Linked DNA regions of Sus scrofa: region 2 is linked to region 1. A link is a contact called in public Hi-C data. All regions are on one chromosome and are shown on one strand. The core of a region is the stretch at or near the end of the contact, and the rest is flanking DNA. Distances in the headings are between cores, read along the strand shown.

What was found. A called contact is a pair of places that touch in the nucleus more often than the background predicts.
Region 2: a Hi-C map of heart right ventricle shows a contact between it and region 1, with 5 times the contacts expected there. The contact joins two enhancer-like sites. A contact is called at or near these places in 2 of 47 Hi-C or Micro-C datasets (fetal heart ventricle and heart right ventricle).

The regions. Positions count from the first base shown.
Region 1 is chr6:107,468,590-107,473,862 of Sscrofa11.1, reverse strand. No RefSeq gene overlaps it. Among named protein-coding and RNA genes, the nearest start is that of GATA6, 190 kb to the right of the region's middle. Within about 2 kb of position 3,217, at least 5 of the 83 cell types and tissues checked have an H3K27ac peak or open chromatin away from gene starts, as enhancers often do.
Region 2 is chr6:107,574,751-107,580,023 of Sscrofa11.1, reverse strand. No RefSeq gene overlaps it. Among named protein-coding and RNA genes, the nearest start is that of GATA6, 290 kb to the right of the region's middle. Within about 2 kb of position 2,978, at least 21 of the 83 cell types and tissues checked have an H3K27ac peak or open chromatin away from gene starts, as enhancers often do.

The DNA of each region.
Region 1 (5,273 bases), core at 1,968-4,467:
TAATATCTTTAAAGCAATTTGCCCACTATCTAGAACATATAAGCACTTTTTTAGTTATTGTCATCCCTATCATTTCGAAGTGACACTCTTTATCACATTATTTTATTTTCCTCCAGAAAAAAAGTGTCATAGCACCTTTAAAGCAGGACTGAAAACGTAAAACAAAATCATTACGTAATTGAGAATAGCATGGGGAGTTCTGGCCATGGTGCAACAGGATCAGCGGCGTCTTGGGAGTGCTGGGATGCAGGTTTGATCCAGTTAAGGATCCAGTGTTGCCACAGCTGTGGCTCAGATCTGATCCCTGGCCTGAGAACTCCATACGCTGGGTGGCCAAAAAAAAAAAGAATGGCATCACCTCTGTGCCTCTGAAGCAAATGTCCCCTTAAGTCCTTGGATTCTAAATGTATGTCTTTGGACCACATATTTAAGGTGCTTGTTCTCATTAGATATTGGAAATGGGTGATAATTTCTGCTCTAGAGAAACAGATAACCTTCACTTGAATATCAGTATTCCAGTTACTTGGAAAAATAGTTTGTGGCTGGAAAATAAATACATCTGTGCTTTTATTTGGCTCATCTATGTTATACACATAGACTTTTTAAAATTTCTGTCCTGTTTTCCAGAAATGGAATCATACTCTATACACTCTACACAGTTGTTTGCATTTTGTTTTACTCATCAGTACTTCATAGAAATCCTTTCAATTCAACTGGTATAGCTCCATTTTATTCTCATTAATGGCTGCATAATATTTTATTAGTGGATAATCACTTTGTTCCCATGTTTTTGTTAGTTTCCTCTGGGATTTGGTGATTTTTTTTTCTGTTTTGCTACTATGAATAATCTCTATTCCTATCCAAACATCTTATTTCTGAGACTCTATCCTGTACAAATAAAATCACCAGTCCCTAAAAGGGATTTTAGAGTCAAAGAGCATATGAATTTTAAATTGTAATAGGTTCTTCCAGGTAGTCTTCTAAAAAAACTAAAATGATTTGCATTTCTATTAACACAGAAATGCTGAAAAGGATTTGAGGAGATCTGAATGAGGTACCAACCCTGTACACTACAGAGTAGGGGAAAAGTAAATGAAAATCTATAAAAAGAGGATAATTAAGTCTATTATGGTTGAGTTGAAACTCAGCAAAATATACATGATATTAAAGATTGTAAATATGAAGACTGTACTGATATGTGAAAAAATGTGGAAAATCTTAAATGAGTTCATGAAAATGGGTGCCAAAATGTCCTCTGTTGGTCATAATGCACTATAACACTAAATAAACACTAAATAACACTAAAATGTTATTAGAGAATGAAAAATGATAAGCCTCAAAATTATATTTCTTCTTGGAGTTCCCTTTGTGGCACAGTAAGTTAAGAACCCGACAAGGGGTCCGTGAGGATGTGAGTTTGATCCCTGACCTTGCTCAGTGGCTTAAGGATCTGGTGTTGCCACAAGCCGTGGCATAGGTCACAGATGTGGCTTGAATCTGGTGTCACAGATGTGGCTTGAATCTGGTATTGCTGAATTTCAATTAGACTCCAACCCAGGGAACTTCTATATGTCACAGATGCGGCTGTAAAAAGAAAAAAAAATTACTGTCATCCCCTACTGCAATCACGTAAAGTCTGTGTTTAAATGTCAATAAACAGAAAGTTTGGAAATGGATTTTAAATAAAACTATTTTAATTTAAAAATATTCTCAAAACTATTGACTGCAAGAAAATGTATCAAATGGTAATAGTGGTTCCCTATAGGCATTTCTCTTTCTTTTTGCCTGTTCATTTTTCCTGTGTTTTAGTTCACGAGCTTGATTATTTGAAAACCTTTTTCAACCTAAAAGAGTGCATTTACAGTAGAGGCATCTCTGCTATACTTGGACTTACTCCACATAAGTGGTTCATCCATCCAGGTAGTCACCCTGCACATTCTGATTTTGGGTCCAAGCTCATGGCCTAGCACTGCTCTGTTAAGAAAAACACCTATGTGAAGAAACAGTGGGGTACAGCTGCTGGCTTTTCTCAAACCCATTCCCTTCTTTCCTGGCACAAATCAGGATGTCTTCCCTGCATGCGCCATAGGTAGGTGTGTACCTGTGACCAAATTTTAGACAATGGATCTAAGCAGAAGTGGCAGGTATCATTTCCAAAAGGGCCCATGGCAGCCTTTCCACCTGCAGTGCTGCAGGCTTTTCTTACTCCTGCGGGCTTGATGGAAATGCGCTTGGTGATCCCAGAGGCCTCTGGTGCATGAGGAGCCCCAACTTGACAGACATGCCTGCCCATCATCAGTGCACACTGCTCAGAAACTCTCATTTTCTTTCTTTCTTTTTTTTTTTTTTTTTTTTTTTTTTTTTTTTGTCATACCATGGCACACAGACGTTTCCAGGCCAAGGATCAAACCCATGCCACAGCAATGGCAACACCAGATCCTTAACCCGCTGAGCCACCAGGGAACTCCCAGAAACACTCATTTTCAATGTGAGGCAAGCAAGACAGTCAGTTCTAATTATATGAAGCTACCGAGATAGGAGTGTTTGCAAAAAAAGAAAAAGAAAAGAAAAGAAAAAAAAAACCTCTCAACTAAAGGAAAGGGACAGAGATGAGGAATGACAACAAATTCAGTTGGAAAGTACAATAAAAGTCAACTTTGAATAATTGGATCTCTACAGCTATTCCACATCAGTGGTGTTTATATAAGAGTAGTTTCCTCCGAAGTCTTTAGCAACTCATGAATCACGGTGCTTATCCTCACCCAGAGACAGCTCCGGGGACAAGGGAAAGGAGCCTGTGATGGGAGGGAACCCCCACGGGCCCCATGTTCATGTTTCAACCTTTATCCTCGCCCTGGGAAGAAGCAGAATATCATCTCCAGGTGTCCTCCACTATCTTTTCTTCACCCCCACACTCAGCTATTACCAGCACCCCCACCATTCTTAGACACACCCTGCATTTACTATGTGACAACTGAGCAGGTTATTCTGTGTGACTGGCGGAGACATAGCCGCAGGGCTGTCAGAAGACCTGGGCCCCAGGCCCCATGGAGAAACAACCTGGAAGCCGGAATCGAGCCCCTGAATCTCCCTCTGACTGTTTTTCATCCGCAGAACAGACGTCAAGAAGATTATGGGCCACTTACCTCACGGGGCTGTTGTGAAGGGCAGAGTGAGATCATAGGCTTAAATAAGATGCAAGGTATTGTATTTATTTCTAGAACTGGCAGAAATACAAAACTAACTGACTTCCTAGCCTCGAGGAAGTTGCCTGAATAGTGTTTCATATGGACTTTTAGCCCAAGGATTTTGAAGATCCCTCAAACATTTCCTTGCTTTCCCTAAACAAGCCAGCTATGGTCCATCTCTTTGGCCAATGAGAGGTTGCTGTAAATCTACAAATCAGGACCTTGCTTTCAACAGCTACCAATTCCCACACTCATCTGGATACGCTGCATTAGAATGCTCAATAGTTACTACGTTACTAAGTCTCCTACAAAATATTTCCTATTCTTATGTAATGGTAGGAACCCTCATGCTCTTCTCAGAGTCAGTCTCCAATGTTAGAAGGGCTCATCTCTCTTCCTGGGTCACCTTGTTGTTCTTATACATCATTCTTCTCTATCATGTTCTTTGCCTCCACTTTAACACAATGTCCCCAAGTCCTAAAAATGCTCAGCTCACCCACGTCACCGAGAGGCCAGATTTGCAAGGATGCTTGCAGGGGAATACAGGAAGTTCAAATTTGGCTGTGCTATTAAGTGCATTCAGAGGAACACCAGTTCATGGTCACATTCAGTACAGCTGCTTGATGTATTAACTCACATTCAGGAGTCCAAAATTTCATGTGTGGCCGCTTCCTGTTTCCAGTTTTGAAGGAACTTGTCAGGTTTCTCTGCAACTGCACCACAGCTTGAGGTGGTGAAGGTGGCTGGAGAAACGCTCTCCGTTGTTTGAAGGTTGGAACAGGACATTTCTTCACCCTGAGCTTCTGCGAGGCTCTGACAAGCAGACAAGACAGATGAGCCTGGCATGTGGAACAGTTCTCCTCTGTGGGGTTAAGTCCCTTGCAGGGAGAGCAGGACTCTGAACTTGAGGTTGATTCACATGGGCCTATCTTAGCAAAAATTTTTCTCAACAGTCGAGACCTAGAGCTACATGCTGCTGTCTGAGTGTGGGGAGAGGATTTAGAAACGACATTGTGTGGTGCCTACAAGTGGTGCTATTCCATGCTGATTAAGAGTCCAGCCTTTTGCCAAGCCTGTGCCCCTTCAGCTGCCACCATCCAGACTTTATCTGTCCTCAGGGACAGTCCCCAGAGCCCCTGACCCCTGAGGCTCACCACAGTCATTCCCACCCACCCCATCTCTCCTTTTTCAGGGACACCCCAGCAGCTGCAGTCACTTGATATGAGTTTAAGGAGGATGACAGGTTATTAAAGAAAAGACGTGGAGTTCCCATCATGGCTCAGTGGTTAACAACTGGGAACCATGAAGTTGAGGGTTAGATCCCTGGCCTCGCTCAGTGGGTTAAGGATCCGGTGTCATGAGCTGTGGTGTAGGTTGCAGATGCGGCTTGGATCCCGCATTGCTGTGGCTGTGACGTAGGCTGGGGGCTACAGCTCCAATTCGACCCCTAGCCTGGGAACCTCCATATGCCGCGGGAGCGGCCCTAGAAAAGGCAAAAAGACTAAATAAATAAATAAATAAATATTTAAAAAGTAAACAAAAGACTTCATTTCTTGCTACTCATCCTAAGTGGACTTGTCTGTTTCCCTCCTTCCTACACACACGCACGTATGTACCCACACATGGGCATAAGCTGGTGTGCAGAGGAAAAGCCCAGACCTTAACAAAATTACTCCCCTTCTTTGAGTTTCTTTGTCCCTTCCTCAAATTGGAGGTGATGTAACCTATCTAAATGAGGGGCCATTTTGAGGCTGGGGTGCCGAGTTCATACCAAATATCCCCTTCCTAGTAGCTTTTCTCCAAATTATTTAATAGATCTTATGAAATGTCTTGATTGGTTTTGCCACTGACTTTTCCGTATGAAGACATACGAGAGGCAGGAGAGTGTAGGAGTTCAAAGTGCTGCTCTAAATTCATTTCTGTTTCTTTGCTGTGTGGCCCTGGGCAAGGGACATAACCGCTTTCTGACTTCATTTCTTCATCTATAAAATTGGGGATAACAGGGACCCAGCTCACTGACGTGTTGTGAGGATTAAATGAGATCATGTAAGCAGGCCTTCAGCATAGGGCCTGGCCTATCATACA
Region 2 (5,273 bases), core at 1,729-4,228, 110 kb before region 1:
GCCTCCTTCTCTAGGAAGTCTGCTTGGACCTCACAGGTTAGTTTCCATGAAGAACAATTTTATAGCTCCTACCATGCTGAATTTAAATTCTTTCTACCTGCCTGTCTCCCCCTCAAGTGAACCATCTGTGTCACTCCTCTTTGCTTATCCTGGCATGAACATTGCTGAATGTCACAGGGTTTTCTATAACCTTTCTCACCCAGTAGATTGTGAGAGGATCAAACCATTCTCCCAGGTTCTTCCCAAGGCATCCCTTGCTGTACCCTGTGAAAAGACAATATCTGAATAAGGAACCAAATCTTTTGTGATGATAATGTGGTGGGGTCTCTGACAGGTCTCTTCCTGGTCCTACTGCTGTCCTCCCATGTCCTTAGATGCTGTAGGTGAGCTCTCAAAATCCTGAAGCTCGTCCAACTCCCGCATTGGATTGAGAAACACTTAGCGGCCAGAGGATTGGTTTGCCCTGGACCTAGAGCTGGGAGTGGGGAGAGAGGAGGGATGTCTTTTTTGTGTCCAAGCCCAGTGCATCAGGGCTAGGCAGGCAGTTCTGCATGACATTACAAACAATTAAGTTTTTATTTGCTCTGAATACGGCTTTCAAATATTAGCTTTCCTCTTAGCATCGTCTCTTGGTCATCACTGAGGGACCAATTTCCAGTTTTATACAAAGTTTCCTCTGGTGGCAAAGCAAAGGAACACTCTCCTTTGTGTTCGCCAGAACCCATCCCCCTTCTCCCTGAGCCCACAGCTAGACGATGTTACCTAGCCTTCCTTGCCATTAGGTGTGGCCATGTGACTGAGTTCTGACCAATGACATGAGAGTGAACATGAAGAGCATCACTTCCAAGCCTGGCCCCTGGAAACCTCTCAAGGGTGTCTCATCATTCTCCCTTCCTCCGTCTTCTAGCGGGATGCCAACATTCAGGATAACTTGAGAAGTTACCTGTTCATTACAGCAGAGCTTCCCTCAGCCCAGGTACCTAAAAGATAGCCAGTTAGACTGCGTCAGGACAAGAAATAAACTTCTCTTGTGTTAAGCCTTAGAAATTGTACATGCATTAACGGCACTTAGAGTTACTTTAACTTTTATACTAAGACCCATTTTCCAGGCCCTGGGCAGTAAGAAACACGTAGTATGCATTGTTCAACTTGATCTCTTTGTGGAGCGATTGCCATGGAAGGTCACAGTTCCTTCAGAAGAATGGTAAATTTTCCTCCCTGACACTTTGATTGTGTAAACCTAGAAGAAAAATTCATTGTTACTTGCTAGGTGTACACCCATTCATGGCTGCAAAGATGTGTTCTTTCATTCTGGAACTGCAGTTGGCAACTTTAAAAAGAAAAAATATCCAGATAATAAATATTTTTGGCTTTGTTGGCTACAGATAATCTCTGTCGCCTGTTTGATTTTTTTTTTAGCAATTCTTTACAAATGTAAGAACCATTCCTACATAAGCCTTGCAAAAATGGGTTGCAAGCCAGATTTTGCCCAGAGGTCATGATTTGCCAACACCTCACCAAGTTTGGATAGGCCAGAGGGTCTCAACCAGGGATGACCTTAACCCCCACAGGACATGTGGTGATGTCTGAAGATAATTTTGACTGTCATGATTGGAAGGGTACAGCTTGCATCCAGTGAGTAGAGGCCAGGGCTGCTGCTAAACATCTTACAATGCATAGGACAACCCCTGCCATAAAGAATATTCTGGTCCAAAATGTCAATACTACATAAATTGAAAACTCTGGCATAGAGGAGTGAGTTTCCTCCTTTGCCAATAATGGGAAAGATTCTAGAGGCCTCTCACAGGGATCTGCAGAGGCCCCAGGGCATGTACCCTTCATAAGACTATTCCCCTGTGGACATAAAATGTATTTTTGTTCTTCAGGAAAACTGAAGCAGTTGCAAATGCCTTGATGAGTTAGGGGACTATCCTGAAATTCAAGGTCACAGGCAAGGAAGTTCTTCTGGGGACAGTGGTGCTGGTGTGTGGATCCAGGTAGCCCTTTGCCCCTGCTCTGCTGCCTTTCACAGCTGGGGGCAGACTGAGACAGAAGTTGTCCTGGAGACAGAAATCACCTGATAAGGTGTCCTGGTGGGTCCTTACTGATCCAGCAGCACAGCATGACTAACAATGAAGCTCAAATCTATACTTTCTGATAGCCCTGCTGCAGACTAAAAACCATTTCAGCTAATTTCAGAATCCATGATATATTTGTGAGTGTGTATGCATGTAATATGTGTTGAGTTTTTTTGTTTGTTTGTTTGCTTTTTAGGGCTGCACCCATGACATATGGAAGTTCCCACGCTAGGGGTTGAATTGGAGCTACGGCTGCTGGCCTATGCCACAGCCACAGCAACAGGGATCTGAGCCATGTCTTGGACCTATACTACAGCTCACGGCAATGCTGGACCCCTAACCCACTGAGCGAGGCCAGGGATCAAACCCATAACCTCATGGATCCTAGTCAGGTTAACCGCTGGGCCACATAGGGAACTCCCGAGAGGCATCTTTATGTATCTAACGATGCTTTAATTAAGCTGATATTCAAATTAGCTTAAATCCTCAGCGTCCCTGGGAGATGCAGCTTATGGAGCAGCAGATGATGGGGGAAAGACAGTCCATGATTAAAACGTCACATGGGATAAATGCCAAAGCAGAGGTCCCACCCTGGGAGAGTTATGAATTGACTGCACCCCTTCTCATCTCCACCCCCTCAATCATTGCTGATGGGCAGAGGGAAACCATTTTCTGCCATCTGGTTTTTGCAAAAGTCAGGCAGTAAGCTCCCTGGGACAGGGATCTTATCTTGTGTAGTTCAAGAATGAGCACATGGCTGTGTACACTCCACAAGCCCTATTAGTACTGAACGCAATCATAAAAATAGCCCAAACGTGGAGATGTGATAACGCCCCACAGTCAGCCTTAGTCATCGTGTCCGAAGGGCAGTGGGTTCCCCAGGCTGGTGCCTTACGTCCTACAGACAAGCACCTTGGCTGATAAGGCGGCGGCCTATTGTAAGACTCACACAGTAGTTCCCAGGATCCTGGAAAAACAGCAGTTCAATCACAACTTTTTTTCCCCTGGTGTTTGACTTTGGCACCGAGTTCTTTTCAAATGAGAACTATGCCAAACATCTTGTCCTAACCCTTCTACTCAGCAAGTATGCGAACAAGCTCTCTGTAGCATGCCAGGCACAGGGTGTGTGTGCAGGGGGAGTTCTGGTGGGAGGCTGCGAGGAGCAGAATGCTTTCTCTGTGGGCAGGAACCGGCTCTGGGCAGCATCTAGAAGCAGGGCAGAATGATCAGTGCCCAGGGCACAGTGAGGCCTGCCCAGCTCAGGCAGCACTGGATGGAGGGTCTGTGCCTCCAGGGCCCCAGGCCAGGCCTGCCTGTGATTTTCGGGGTTGGCAGGCGCTGGTGTTTCCTCCCCCGAGAAAAGTGCGCAGACATTAGGGGAATGTCTCATTGTTGTGGCATCTGGATCTGAATTCTCCTCTGGGACCAGCTAGGAAATAGCTGGAGCCCACAGGAGAAAGCTCACGTATGGAGGGTGTGTTTGCCTATAAATATTCGAATGTGTGTGCAGTCACACATTTGCAGGGTGCTAGGATGGCTATGGGATGGACACAGCGGTCTGTGTCTGGAGGAAGATCTTGCACACTGGATGTCCTAAGGAAGAAGTCCTCCTCCCGAGCAGGTAAATCCTTTCCCTCCTGGGCTCAGGGGGAAGCTGGGCCTGCACCAGGACAGAGAGAAGCTTCCCCAGCACCAGCCATCCCAGTTCCCAGCCAGCTTCTGGGGCTCCAACCCTCTGCACCAAGACCGTCCATCTCCCACTGCAGGAAAGGCATCGTTCTTCATTCCCAGGGCAAATTGTTCCTAGGAAAGAGCAGAATCTTAGAAGGAAATCACATCATCGCGAGGGGAGAGCCAGTTCCTTTGTACTATTTTTCAGGGCTGCCTTTGGAGCCAATAATCTGTCATTCCTTGAATAAACAAGCACCTTATCATATCACAAACATTTATTTAACCCTTTTCTCCTGCACTTTTACCAGCAGGGAGAAGGAAAGCGGTTAGCAGGGCGGCCGGAGCCCTGTGGCAGAAATGCCAAATTCCCTGAACGTTACACCCAATCTGTAAAGTGTCAGCCAGCCCTTCTCTCTGTCTTCATAAAACGCTGGAGCCGGTCACCCAGACTCACGGTCCGCATTCCCACTACTCTTCCCATCCCCCCCCCAACCCCTGTCCATTAATACCCCTCACCCTTTTGCAGACAGGCCCTTAATTCCATCCAAATGGAGTCTGGACTAATTTGTTAGGTTCTTTAGGGGGTTGGTGAGGGAAATAGAAGCGGGGGCCTGGGGGGAGCAGGCAAGGGAGTATTTACATTTCTCCTTTGCATGACAGTCCGAGTGATGGACAGAGCTGGGGAGACCAGCATTTTTTAATGTGTGTGTGATTTTTTAAAAGGGATATTCTTTGGCTCTGACATCACCAGAAAATGGAATGAGCAAAGTATGTAAATTTCTCCAAGCTCCCACAATATCCATTTTCTCTCAGTGGATGGATTTTATTTTCTTTTCTGGTGTTGCTCCCACACAATGGGGCCAAATCTTGTTCAGGACAAAGAAACATATAAATAGAACATGCATGTGGTATGCAAGGGAACTCTTGGAGAAAGACTGTGTGGAAAGGCGTCTGGGGCTGCCAGGGGGAGCCATGGGGTCTCGGCCAAAGGGCTTGACAGGCAGATGTCTGCTTGTCCCTAATGTTACAAGTCAGAAATTTCACAACCGTTCTCACTCTTAGGGGAAACACTAAGAAACCCTAGGATGAGTGTAAGTGTAAAAGGAGAATGTGAAGTAGGTATGTGTGAGTATGAACAAGGCCATGTGTGCTGGATGTAAGATGACGATAAGCCAAATTAAGAGGCTAAACATGCTTTGTAGCGCTGATGGAGCAAGTTTTCTTTCTCCTTCATTACGAAGGATGCTAAATCAGATGCCATCTCTCACACTGCAGCATCTCAGTGGCTATCGGGGACCAGCCGAAACTTTCATCAAACATGCTTTCCTGTATGAAGCACTGGCAATTGTCTTAGTGTCAATCATGCGCCAACCAAGCCCTCCAGTCTCATAACCACACACTACAGCTCCAGCCAAAAAGACTTTTATCAGCGCAAGTTTGAACAAACTAATGTGTGTAGGCCCTGAGCGGTTATTTTTGTTTCCAAGTCTGGACATAGAATCACTTGTTCAGTTTCCTGCTGGG